Regions from separate parts of the Sus scrofa genome. Here regions 1 and 3 are each linked to region 2. A link is a contact called in public HiChIP or PLAC-seq and promoter capture Hi-C data. All regions are on one chromosome and are shown on one strand. The core of a region is the stretch at or near the end of the contact, and the rest is flanking DNA. Distances in the headings are between cores, read along the strand shown. Region 1 holds the start of PCF11 (pre-mRNA cleavage complex 2 protein Pcf11). Region 2 holds the start of CCDC90B (coiled-coil domain-containing protein 90B, mitochondrial). Region 3 holds the start of RAB30 (ras-related protein Rab-30).

Region 1 (3,929 bases), core at 403-2,902, 150 kb before region 2:
GGCCCAAGAAATAGCAACAACAACAACAACAGACAAAAAAAGACAAAAAAAATAAATAAATAAAAAAGTAAAATTACAAGGAAAACTACCACAAGGACTATTTTACAGCGGGCATTTCCTTTCAGAAAACATGAACTTGGACAGTTGCTTAATTTAAAATGTGTCTATAATATCTACGTATCATCACTAACAATGGCATGAAATTGAGATCCGTAAGTACCTATACAACAATATTTCTTAGCCTCAAATAACAAAAGACAAGTTCTTCTCCCCAGGCTTTACCTCTCATTCATATGTGGTATCACATTAAGAATAAATGAAAAATAAATGTGAACAAAATCTTGTACACTTTAAATATGTGCAGTTTATCGTATCTCAATTACTTTCAATAAAGCTCCTAAAAACCCAGAAACAAAACAAAAATAAGTGAAAATGTTACTTTTTATGGGAAAATAAAGGAATTACTTCATTTATTTCCTAAGAGCGATTTCTTCTGAGGAACAAAAAAGTATCTCTACTGAGCCTAGTAGCCTAAGAAGGACAATGAAGCACATTTTACGTAATTAATATCTAATTTTTTTAGCCTAAATTTAGTTTACTATCTCAATGAGAAAAATACCTTTTTAGTTTAATGTTTTATGTTGCAGCTTCAAGGCAGAACTATTTGAAAGCTTTGTGTTTTGAGAGCATCATTTCCAAGCTCCAAAAAGGGATTTTAGAAACCTTGGAAAAGATCCCTACAAGTAAAATACGTAATTCTTCCTATTTGACCCAAATTGCATATTCTAAGGGTGTTTCGAGGTGCAGAAGATCGAGAGAGAAGAGTTATCACGCTCCGGGGTGGGTGTGGCTGTTGTGAGCAACCTTTCCTAGAGCTGAGTGGGCTTCCCAAAGATTTCCTGAAAACCCTTATGGAAAAGCCTTACACACACACACACACACACACACACACACGCACCCCTTCTAAATAAAGGCATTTTCCTAGGGGTTCAACTCTAGAAAGCTGGCGGAGGTGTTTTTGTTTGTGGAAGTGGCAAGCAGTGTATTAAAGCTGACTCTAGTGGTCCTTCTCAAGGTTCCGGTTGAAACCGGCGCCTCCCTCCAGGTCTCAATCCCAGGCCGGGTATGTGGGCCGCGGCAGCAGGACCCGCCCAGGCTCTCGGGAGCACCTGAGTCGAAGAGGGGGGGCGGGGCCGGCCAAAAGCCTCCTCCTCGCTCAACCCCCACCCCGCTCAGGGGCCGCCCGGCAGGCGGAAGGGAGGATGATTGACGGAGCAGCTCAGCTGCTAGGACGTTGCAGAGGGAGGGTCGAAGTGGAGCCGCTGAGCTTTCTTGTTAAACTGGTTGGGTTTTGCCTCGGGAACAGCCTCCCTCAGGACTATTGGCCTCCCTGAGTGGGTTGTTATGGTAACAAATGACCGAACAGTCCCTTATGAATCCGCCAATGAGAGGGGCAGTCTTTTCCACCCCACCTCTAAGCCGTAAGTGTTGCGAAAGTCCGGGTAGGATCCCGACAAGAAGGCGGTGCCAGAACGTTCAGCGGAAGGGCTGTGGGCGGGGCTTGTGACGTTTCAGGACTAGCCAATCACGCCCGGCTTTATCAACGGCCCCGCCCTTTTACCGCACATTTCCCCTCCCCTAGCTCATTTCGCACGACGCAGCGGTTGGGAACACAGACATTTTCGGAGCTGGAGCCGCCACTGCCGCCGCCATTTTGTGTCTGTGGAGAAAGAAGCGTCTGTGGCGGCTGGAAGTGGACGGAGACCACCCGTGAGACGGCGGCGTTTCATACCCGAGGTTCCCCCTGTGTCGTCCCCCAACCCCCCTCCGCGGTCAGCATGTGGTGAAGCCGGAGCCGCGAGAGACCAGGGGAGAGGAAGAGGAGTCGGAAGGGAGGCGGGGTATCGAGAGCGGCTTCAGCTTCAGCTGCGGCGGGCCTCGGAGGGGGGCCGCGGCGCAATGTCAGAGCAGACGCCGGCCGAGGCCGGTACTGCGGGGGCCCGGGAGGACGCCTGTCGGGATTATCAGTCATCACTCGAAGACCTGACCTTCAATAGCAAACCGCACATCAATATGCTGACCATTCTAGCCGAGGAGAACCTGCCCTTCGCCAAGGAGATCGTCTCTCTCATCGAGGCCCAAACCGCCAAGGTTTTTATACACCCCGCAGCCTCCTATTCTTCTAATACTCCCTGATTTTAGTGTCAGCCTCATCCCAGGTCTCGCTTCCGTCCAAAGGGGGACAGTGTTCCTCCTCTCCAACCCCCCCCCCCAACTCAGGTTCGGTCTTTGGCCCAGGCTTCGAGCGTGGGCCTCGCTTGAAGGGAGGGAGTGGGGAGGATAAAGGGTGGAGTTCCACTTCCGCTTACCAGCTCCCTATTTAGGCCACCGCACCGTCTGTCCCGAGGCACACGCTTTAAGTAGAGCCGTTTGGGGAGGGGGGAGGCTTAAAAGGCAGTTTGCGATGTGGGAAAGTAAGTGTTAAAACCTTTCTAACCCCCTGGGAAGGTGGGGAGTGGATCTTCCTCCGTGCCCCCCGCCCCCGTACCCTTTTGGGTAATTGTGTCTGTGGGTTGGAAGGAGGTGAAGGGGGACCTGGGAGCGAGCTGTTGGCGGGTGGGAATAGGGCACTGGCCCCGAGTGGAGCAGCCGCCTGTTAGGAGCCCAACATGGCGCCTGAAAAGCACATGATGCGAAAGGGAAGAGAGGAGAATCCATTCCCTGCCAGCCAGGCAGCTGCTCACACCCGTCAGCCCCGTTTTGGGGTGGGGGCGGCTAGGTATAACTAGTATTCTCCTGTCGGAGGGTCTCATTTGCCCCCAAATACGGGAAATTGGGGTTGAGGGTGGGGCGTGGGGGTGGGGGTGGGGAGGAGATCTTACCCAACCTGTAGGTGGAGAACCGGCCCACTGGGTAACAAGTACTTGTAGGTTTTTTTTTGAAAAGTTCAGTCCCTCCTCCTCTTCCTTTTCTCTTTTTTTCCTCCCTTCCCTGAGTGAAGACGTGCTTTGCCTCACCCCTTGACAGCAGTGGTCCTCTGCCACCCTATATTTCCCTGTAGTCCTCCTCTTCTGTGGATTCATGTGGGAGCGATATGTCATTTAAGTTACTGTTAAACTTAGTTATCATAATGAGTTTTAATAGCTTCCCAGTACTACGTTTTAAGTTATTTTTCAAGCTTGTACTTATGGTTTAGTTTTTTTTTTCTAGTTGTTAGTGATTGAAATGATCAGGATGAGCCTCCTTTTAGCAGAGTGAACCCCTTTTAAAAGGCCACTTTAACAACAACCACCAATATATTGTTTAGAGGCGGTTTCTGTCTAGTGTAAAACTGAGTGGTCTGACTTTAATAAATGGTTTTGAAATGTGTGACTGGTATTATAAAATTTGTGAATAAAACATATAAAATATGTATTTGTCTTTTTTATTTACCTTTGTAAGGTGTAGATTTGTTTCCAAGATTTATTTTTATCTACGTGGTTGTGTGTTTTAAACAAAGTCTTTAAGTGACTTGGGTTCATTCTTTAGGTTCCATCCACTGTTTTGGGTAAATCTGTTCACAAGATACACGGTCTCAGGTGGTCCTTTCATTCCTTAAAGAGGACAAAAAGTGAAGTTTTTTTTTTTCTTTTTCTTTTTTTTTAAAGGCCCAGCAAGTTTGTCATGCTCAGTCTGACAGCTAAAATACAAGTCCTTATTCACCTTTCCCTGAATGTCTGTTTGAAACAGCTATTTTTTTAAAATACGAGATTTAAAAAGGAAGCATTCCTTATACTCAACATCGTTTTTATACCACAAACATGTTGGACATGAAAACTTAGTGTTTGCCTTGTTGAAGGCTTAACATTAAATGGCTTTTTAAAAAAACCAAATTTCACTTTTTTAGAAGAAAACATTGATTTTTAAAATCCTACCTAGCATTTTTGAGA
Region 2 (4,186 bases), core at 802-3,301:
CCGGCGGCTCAGCTCACCCAACAGGAAAATTTTAAGTGGAATAGACAATGCTGAGGTTAGTAAATGCCTACTCGGCACACCACCTCGGAGTCTAAAAATTAGGGGAGGAATTCCCCTTGCGTCTCAGTGGTAACCACCCGGGTAACCAGACTAGGATCTTCCATCTCTGGCCTCCCTCAGTGGGTTAAAGATCTGGCAGTTGCCGTGACCTGCCTGTGTTGCAGACACTGCTCGGATTTGGTGTGTTGCTGTGATTGTGGCGTAGGCCCGCAGCTGCAGCCCAATTTGACCCCTAGCCTGGGATCTTCCATATGTCAAGGGTGCGGGTCTAAAAAAATCAAAACCACAAACAAAAATTAGGGGAAAAATATTCCGTAAACATCTCTCAGTAAGGCAGCTTTCCAGGAACACACTGCTAACAGGTGTGCGGGCCAGTCAACACACCTGTAGATTTGGGCAGTCCCGTTTTCTTTTCTTTTCTTTTTTTTGGAAAAGGCTACCAGGTGATTGCAGAGTACTGAAAACTATAGAGGACCTGAAATGTACGCTGTAGTTTACCAAAAGTCTGGGCCCCAAGATACCACCTAAGTACCACAGTTTAAGTTTTAACTGGCCGCAAAGGCTATCTGCGAACCCAGATTACCTTATGGTTACTCCAGAGGGCTGCATCGTCAGCCACATTTGATAATTAAAAGGTTCGGAAAGACGCCTGGCGGGGCTCTAATGGTGGAGCCTGGCTTTCAGAGGCGCGCTTTAAGAGGAGGAAGGTCCTGCCCAAACCCCCGGAGGCGAGGCCCTGCAGTAGGGTCGCCCGGACCCGCAGGGGCCTGGGAGGAGGGCGTGGCACCCTCGCCTCCCGTTCCCCGGGAGCAGACAGAAACCCCGGGTATCGTCTCCCTACGGAGCACGGAGGCATCCGAGATACGGTGTCTTTCCTCACCTCTCCGTAGGGCTGACGGGAAACGCCTGCGGGGAGCTGAATCCCAGCGGCGCCCGCTGCCTTCAGAACGCAGGAGCAGCCAAACCCTGCGGCTCCACATGTCCTCAGTCTTCCGGTAGGCGGGAAGGGGTAAAGGCTGTCAGAAGCGCGCTCGGGTTTTCGGGCAAGGTAGTTCTGGTGCCGCGAGGATGCTGGGAAATGTAGTTCCCGGCCTGTAACACACGCATACGCCGACGAAGGTTCCTAGCGCACCCCCGCAAAGCCGGGCCTCTTCACAGGCTGACCCACGATTCATTAGCATGGCTCAGAGCGGCTCCGCTTTTCCCACCGTCCCTCCCCAGCCCGAGAACGCCGTTACCACCCTAAGAAAGCGGAATCTTGTTTGAGGACCTGCCGGCGCCCATATCCTGGCAATGAAGTGTACAACTCCACAGCCAACTCACACCGGAGAGCCTACGGCCATTCCGAGCTTGGCTCGACCGGAGACGGAAGTCTAAGGAGAACGGCACTCTGGGACCTGCAGTCCTCGGCCGCTGAGCAAAGGAGAGGGGGCGGTATCGCAGAGGTCTTCTGGGAAGTGTAGTCCAGCCAACGCGTCATTCCTGCCCTTTCGCCCTCTCGTGGACAGGAAGACGAAATTTCTTTGTTTTAGTTGCTCTCTTCAGGAAAATTGAATTCCTCTGTTTCTAGGGTGGAGCTGATTTTCACCATTTATCACTGTCAGACCTCAGTTACTCCAGACTTTGCCCCACATGGTAAAATGCTGAAAATAACACACAGGAGTTGTGAAGTTCAAATGTACCAGTATATTCTTTGTGAATTCTAAAGTGGTAAACAATCATTAGGTTTTAGTGGCTTAATTATTCTTGCAAGGATGTAAACAGTTACCACTGGATTACTCAGTCTACAAATTGGTTGTCATAGCTTTGTGAGCCTCAGCTGTATGACAAACACCATCCAAAGCAGTAGGCACATTAAAAGAACATTTGATTCCTGCCAGGGCTTTAACAAGAAGAGGAAATATAAATGGCTCTTTAAAAATTGAAGAAAGGAGTTCCATTCCTGGCTCAGCAGGTTAAGAACCTGAGTGGTATACATGAGGATGCGGGTTCCACCCCTGACCTCGCTCAGTGGGTTAAGGATCCTTTGTTGCAGTGAGCTGCTAGCGGTATAGGTTGCAGAGGCAGCCCAGATCTGGTGTTGCTGTGGCTGTGGCATAGGCTGGAAGCTGCAGCACCAATTCGATCCCTAGCTTGGGAATCTTGATATGTCGTGGGTGGGGCCATAAAAGACAGGGAAAAAGACTCCCTCTCTAAAAGCAGCCTGGTTAATCCATACCTCAGAGGCTAATAAGGTAGCAGGAAGTGGGTCCTGATTTATTCACTGTGGAGGACTGCTTTTATTGCATTTTTACCCTTATGAGCCCCCAATCTAAACATATCTTACATTCCTCACCAATCACATGTATGAAACCATTACATATATCCCTATTTTCAATTAATTCAGGACATAACTACTATTCAGGAAGTGGCAGATCAGCAGTGACTATCCAACATCAAGGGGGTGAATTCCAGCTGAACGCAAAGATGCTTGTCAATTGGCAAATTGTCGTTTCCAGCTTCATCTCCAATAGCAGCACAATTTCCTTAGGCATTCTGCAATGCCTGGGCCCTCCTGAGGATCCCAAATACCTTTCCTCTGATGCCAGGAGGTCAGAGGTCCCGGGGTGGACATAGTTGCATGAGATGGCCAGATTTCCTCCAGCTCTGTGAATGTAACTCTGGTGACTCCAACGAGAATGGATACAGCCTGGGCCACTTATATCAGTCATTTCTTTTCTCTCAGAATAGCTAATATGAAGAAATCCCAGTTTTTTTTGGGGGGGGGGCTGCATCCACGTCTTGTGGAAGTTTGTGGGCCAGGCATCAAACTCAAACCACAGCAGTAACAACGCCAGATCCTTCACCCACTGAGCCGCTCCCCGCCCCCTTTTTAAGATTGTTGAATGAGGCATTGAGAGAGACAGACAGGTGGGACTCCGTTTCCTTCCAGAGCGTCCTTGGGAGTTCCTGACACTAGAGGGCGTACCTGGACCTAACAGAAGATGTTGCCCTTTTTCCTGCAATGAATTTTCCAAGTTTGTGTAACCTTCAGTGAGAGGAGCCCATTCTCACCAAAGCTTCGTGTTATTTTATGTTAATATCACATTCTTCATGGCTTGAAAATGATCGCCACCCCCTGTCCTCCACAAATCTGGGGAGAAATTTTTTTCCTGATGGAACTAGGGGGCTGACAATGAAAACCCATCATAAGTTTGCTAATTACACTGAATCAAAGGAAAGAATGATGAAAAGAAAGGGGGGGTGGGAGAACTGTGAAACTTTTTATATCTTGCAATGTTACATCATCTTTGGTAGTGTCTCTCATTGATTTTTTTCCCTTTATTCCTTCAACTAATCCTGATTGAGCAGTGCTTACTTAATAATGCCAGGCACAGTGTTAAGACATGAGAATCCAGACAGAGTCCTGCCTCCCCTATGCAGAGAATACCCAATCATGTCTCTGGGTCTGCCACAGGAAAACGTCCACTACCTTTCACAAAGAATTCCCCATCCACTTCAAAAAGGAACAGGGAGTTCCCTTGTGGCTCAGCAGTTAAAGAACCTGACTAGGATCAATAAGGATGTGGGTTTGGTCCCTGGCCTTGCTCAGTAGGTTAAGCATCCAGCATTGCTGTAAGCTGTGGTATAAGTCACAGATGTGGCTCAGATCCCAAGTTGCTGTGGCTGTGGCGTATGCTGGCAGCTGTAGCTCTGATTCGACCCCTAGCCTGAGAACTTCCATATGTTGCAGGTGTACCCTTAAAAAAAAAAAAGTCTTCCCTCAAAAGGTTAAACACAGAATTACCGTATGACCCTGCAATCCCATTCCTAGATGTTTATCCAAAGAATGAAAACAGACTCTCAAGCAAGTACCTTGAGAGCAGAACTATTAATATTAGGCAAAATAAAGAAAAAGCCCAAATGCATCTATTAAAGGATGAATGGATAAACAAGTGGTGATATATATGAAAGAGAACATTTCTTGTGGAAGACTCAGAGGTGACAAAGAGTATCCTCTACGGATTAATGGAATTTGTTTAGACTGGATAGGAGAAAATTGGAAATGGAGAAACAACAACACTGAAAACTCCTATGGACAGGAGGGGATGTTTGGAAGGCAGGAAAAGTAGCCTATGACGGGGGA
Region 3 (3,919 bases), core at 791-3,290, 220 kb before region 2:
CGCAGTTTCATTCACCCTGGAGTTTCTGCGTGAGGTAGAGAAGGGATGGGAGGGTATTCAGAGACTGGAAAGAGACTTAGAGAAAGAGATGCAATATACTGCTGATAAAAGACGGAGATTTCAAAACACAGAGGAAAAATGAGAATTACAAATGGAAAGACAGGGAAAGAAACTAGAAGAACTTTAAGAGACCTAGAAGGGTGGGGAAAGGAAGGTGGGAGGGGCAGGGTTTGGGGGGTGGAGAAGGGTGCTCAGAAAAGCACAGAGTAAGCAACAGAGAGATGCAGAGAGGAAAAGCCAGACAGTCCATCTTTTCCCAAATCCCAAAGCTGCTCATTGCCTCCCAATAAATCACTCTACCACAAAGCCCATACAATGGACTGTCCTTTGCATTCAGTAACAAGCAGCATTTAACGAAGCATCGCCCAGCTGCAACTTTAGAGACTTAAAGGTCTGAATTAAAAATGAACAAATTGGTTCAGCAGCAGAAGACAACTAGTGATGACTTCCCCCCAATGCCTGACTTGGTTATGAAAAGGTTTGGCATTTTGGAGTTAAGCATAAAACAGTCTGGCATTTCTCCTTTTGACATTCCAAGAGGGGGTGTGGTTGACCCCAGGTCCATTCATTTCCAAGGTTGTAGATCTCTCAGCTAAGACTAGCCCCATCTGTTCTGGAGTCAACCAGCTGTGTACTTCAAAATAACGTATTTATTGCACTAATCATCCTAATAACTCTTACAAGAAGAGAGCCAATATCATACAAATCAGGATGCTCTCTGTTCTGTTAAACGTGTCAGTTTGTTTAAAAACCAAAACCCACACGCCAAAAAAAAAAAAAAAAAACCAAAAAACTCTACTATGCTCCTCAGTTTCCCTCAGCAGGATCACTCACTCCTCCTGTGTACCTTTCAGCAATGGCAAATGAAGGTTAACAGCGCTTCTAACTTTTCCTTTCCCTGATGCGTTAAAATGAACCCGAGTGTCCCTAATGATCCCTTCTCCGAACCGTTATTTGTGACTGGTGATTGTGCCTCAGGAAACAGCAGCTCATTATGGTACCACTGTCAGTGGCAAGGAGCCTATTGCAATGTAATTTAAAACACTCACACAAGCACAAATCTGTCGGCTCCACTTCCAAACAATCCTGAAATCCTGCAGTCGGGAGAAGAAAAACACTTAAAAAAAAAAATGTTGCTTCTAGCAGCCTAAGAGAACCTTCCCCAGACACGTGAAACGTTTGTGACTGGCATAGTGCACCATTAAAGGACACTGTCACCTCAAATCAGCAGAAAAGGCGAGACAAACGACATGGACACACGCACAAAATAACGCCCCACAAAACTTAACCTACTCAGAAGCCCGCTCGTCTTAAAAATGAATAGTGTGTGCTCGCCCAAGTGGCACAGAAATGTTCCAAAGTAGTGCGACCACATTAAATCACTGTCTCCATTTCTCCCCACGCATCACCCCTTCCCACTCAAATCTCAGCACTCGGGCCGTATGTGACAGGACTGCAGTCTCCCACCTCTGCCTTCCCCTGATTTTCCAAGAGCACTTCCCAACATCCACCCCAGCCCAGCCCCCTCTCCCAGCCTCCGAAAAGGTTGAGGGGAGTTGCGACTAGGGAACTGGCAGGCATCGGTCCTCTGGTGGGGGAAGGTTGCTGGAGTTGTTCTTTGCAGTGACCCAAATTGTACAGAGCTTTTCGCTTAGCAGCGCTTTGCGAGCACCTCCCCAATCCTCCCGCCCCCATCTTCCCAAAAGAAAGCCTTGAGAACTAAGCGGGAGGAATAACTTGGTAGAACCTATTGAATAAATCACTTCAACTCACCTGGTTTGGGATTTTTCTCCCCACCCCAGGCATAAACAGAAAGGATGTGCGAATGAGTCACGCACGCAAGGGAAGGTGTTGCGGAGTCCTAAGTCCAAGGGCTGGAGTCAGCCCCTGCCCTGGTGCTTGCTGCTACTCTTAGCTCAGCTGGAGCGAGCGGCAATAGCAAGCCTAGCAGCAGCAGGGGGGAGGATAGACCGTAGCACAATGAATGCAGTGGGGTTTTTGCAATGACATCATCCCTCTGTCCAAAAGGCCCCAATAGCCATGCTCAGAAGCGGAGGGTTCTGGGAATTGTAGTCTCCTCACGGACTGGCGGGACACAGAGGCTATCGCCGGAACTACAAAGCCCAAAATGCGCCAAGGTCAGACGCGCCCAGAGCGGGCCAAGGGAGTAAAGGGGACTCGGCCGCCATGTTAGGAGCGCGGGGAAGGTTCCGCCGCGCCGGCTGAGGTTTTAGGGAACGCGGGAGCCGAGAGGTGGTGCAGAGGGGACGGTGAGGAGGAGGACAAGCGGGCCGAAGAGCCTGGGGTTCCGAACCTGGGTACCGGGGTGGGAGGGGCTGGAAGCGGTACCTGGGGACTGAGTCGGACGAGCCCGGCTAGTGGCGGCATCAGAGGCCGAGTGGGCCTCGGCCTCAGGGTCCTGCAGGTATTGGTCCCTGTCACTTGCACCGTTTATAATTAAGGGATTGAGGGAGTTTGTCTCCTGGTCTCAGAGCACCGTAAACAGGATAGTCGGGGCGGTTGTGTTTTTTGGTAGATGCGGGGACCCGGCGTGGCCACTCTCACCTTTGGTCGGAGAAGATTCCACCTACAGAATTGGGCTGCCCTTCCCAAATTTATTTTTTATCTTGTCATTCATTCTCCAGCCAGCCTTAATCCTTCCCAAGGTGTTGCACCTTCACTGGTTTTTCATACAGAGATGATTTGGAAAAGGTTCCAAAGAAATCGATGTTGGAAGATAGCTGAGCTGGAAAAAGGACGATGCTTTGGGCCTGCAGTAAAGAAGTGACAGGGACTGAATCCTACGGAAGTAAATAAACTTGGTTTAAAACATCTTCATACGTGCCCGCGAAGGCAGGGAGATGTTGTAAGGGAATACCTGTTTAAGGCTGGCGTTTGGTTCCGGAGTGTAGCGGCATTTGAAGAAACTTAGGGTGTATGCTTAAAAATACTGCGAAGACTGGATCTTCGGTAGCATGGATCGCTATTTTAAAAATACATTTAGTGTTTAATTTGTAGAACTCCATATATACGACTACTTTAGGAACTGATTTTCTTTTAAACTAAGTAACTGAGATCAAGTAATTTTGCCCAGTGTCTCAAATGAACTGTGATTTTTTTTCCAGTTACTAAAACAATGCTGTGTGTTTTTTTTTCAGAGTCTATCTACACTATGAAAAGATGGGAAATTTCTTCCTGAAAGTGTCTGAAGGGCTAAAAATGCTGATATATTTGTGCTGTTAAACGTTTCATTTTGCATGTTATTGTGAAAACAAAAGTAACGAATTACTGGGTCGGTAGAGCTATGCACTTCACCTGTTAGGAGTTAAAATTATTGCTGATAAATGGATTATATCAAAGAAAGGCTAGGCAGAGTGATTACAAAAGACAAAAACATGGTAGAAACATCACCCAGATGTATGCAGATGACAATTACAAAAAGAGTTTTATGAAGAATGATCTTATATATGTCATGCTGCAGATAAATCAGATGAGTAGGTTTGTTTCTTTTCTTTTCTTTTTTTTTTTTTTTTTTTTTTGCTTTTTAGGGCCACACCCACAGCACATGTCAGTTCTCAGGCTAGGGGTTTAGAGCTGTAGCTGCTGGCCTACATCACCTCTGGGACATAAACTGCAGTTCACGGCAACACCCGATAACTGACTTACTGAGCAAGGCCAGGGATTGAACCCGCATCCTCATGGTTACTAGTCGGATTTGTTTCTGCTGTGCCACGACAGGAACTCCAGGTCTGTTTTTTGTTTGTTTTTTGCTTTTTAGGGCCATACCCGTGGCATATGGAGGTTCCCAGGCTAGGGGTCGAATCAGAGCTACACCTGCCAGCCTACACCACAGCCATTC

What was found. Promoter capture Hi-C pulls out the DNA fragments that hold promoters and counts their contacts. HiChIP or PLAC-seq counts read pairs in DNA pulled down with a chosen protein or histone mark.
Region 1: an H3K27ac HiChIP or PLAC-seq map of alveolar macrophages shows a contact between it and region 2. The contact joins the promoter of PCF11 here to the promoter of CCDC90B in region 2. A contact is called at or near these places in 1 of 47 Hi-C or Micro-C datasets (heart right ventricle) and 2 of 2 datasets of contacts at active chromatin or transcription factors (alveolar macrophages and skeletal muscle).
Region 3: a promoter capture Hi-C map of fetal liver shows a contact between it and region 2, with 3 times the contacts expected there. The contact joins the promoter of RAB30 here to the promoter of CCDC90B in region 2. A contact is called at or near these places in 2 of 5 promoter capture datasets (fetal liver and liver), 10 of 47 Hi-C or Micro-C datasets (alveolar macrophages, blood, embryonic fibroblasts and 6 more) and 2 of 2 datasets of contacts at active chromatin or transcription factors (alveolar macrophages and skeletal muscle).

Annotation. Positions count from the first base shown.
Region 1 is chr9:17,296,217-17,300,145 of Sscrofa11.1, forward strand. PCF11 (pre-mRNA cleavage complex 2 protein Pcf11) reads left to right here and starts at 1,653. Exons shown (of 16, transcript XM_021062577.1): 1 at 1,653-2,151. The coding sequence starts at 1,960.
Region 2 is chr9:17,445,558-17,449,743 of Sscrofa11.1, forward strand. CCDC90B (coiled-coil domain-containing protein 90B, mitochondrial) reads right to left here and starts at 2,052. Exons shown (of 9, transcript XM_003129718.4): 1 at 941-2,052. The coding sequence starts at 1,040.
Region 3 is chr9:17,220,701-17,224,619 of Sscrofa11.1, forward strand. It overlaps RAB30 (ras-related protein Rab-30), which reads right to left and starts at 2,041. Exons shown (of 5, transcript XM_021062576.1): 1 at 1,834-2,041. It overlaps LOC110255408 (a long non-coding RNA gene), which reads left to right and starts at 2,214. Exons shown (of 2, transcript XR_002335559.1): 1 at 2,214-2,485; 2 at 3,219-3,919.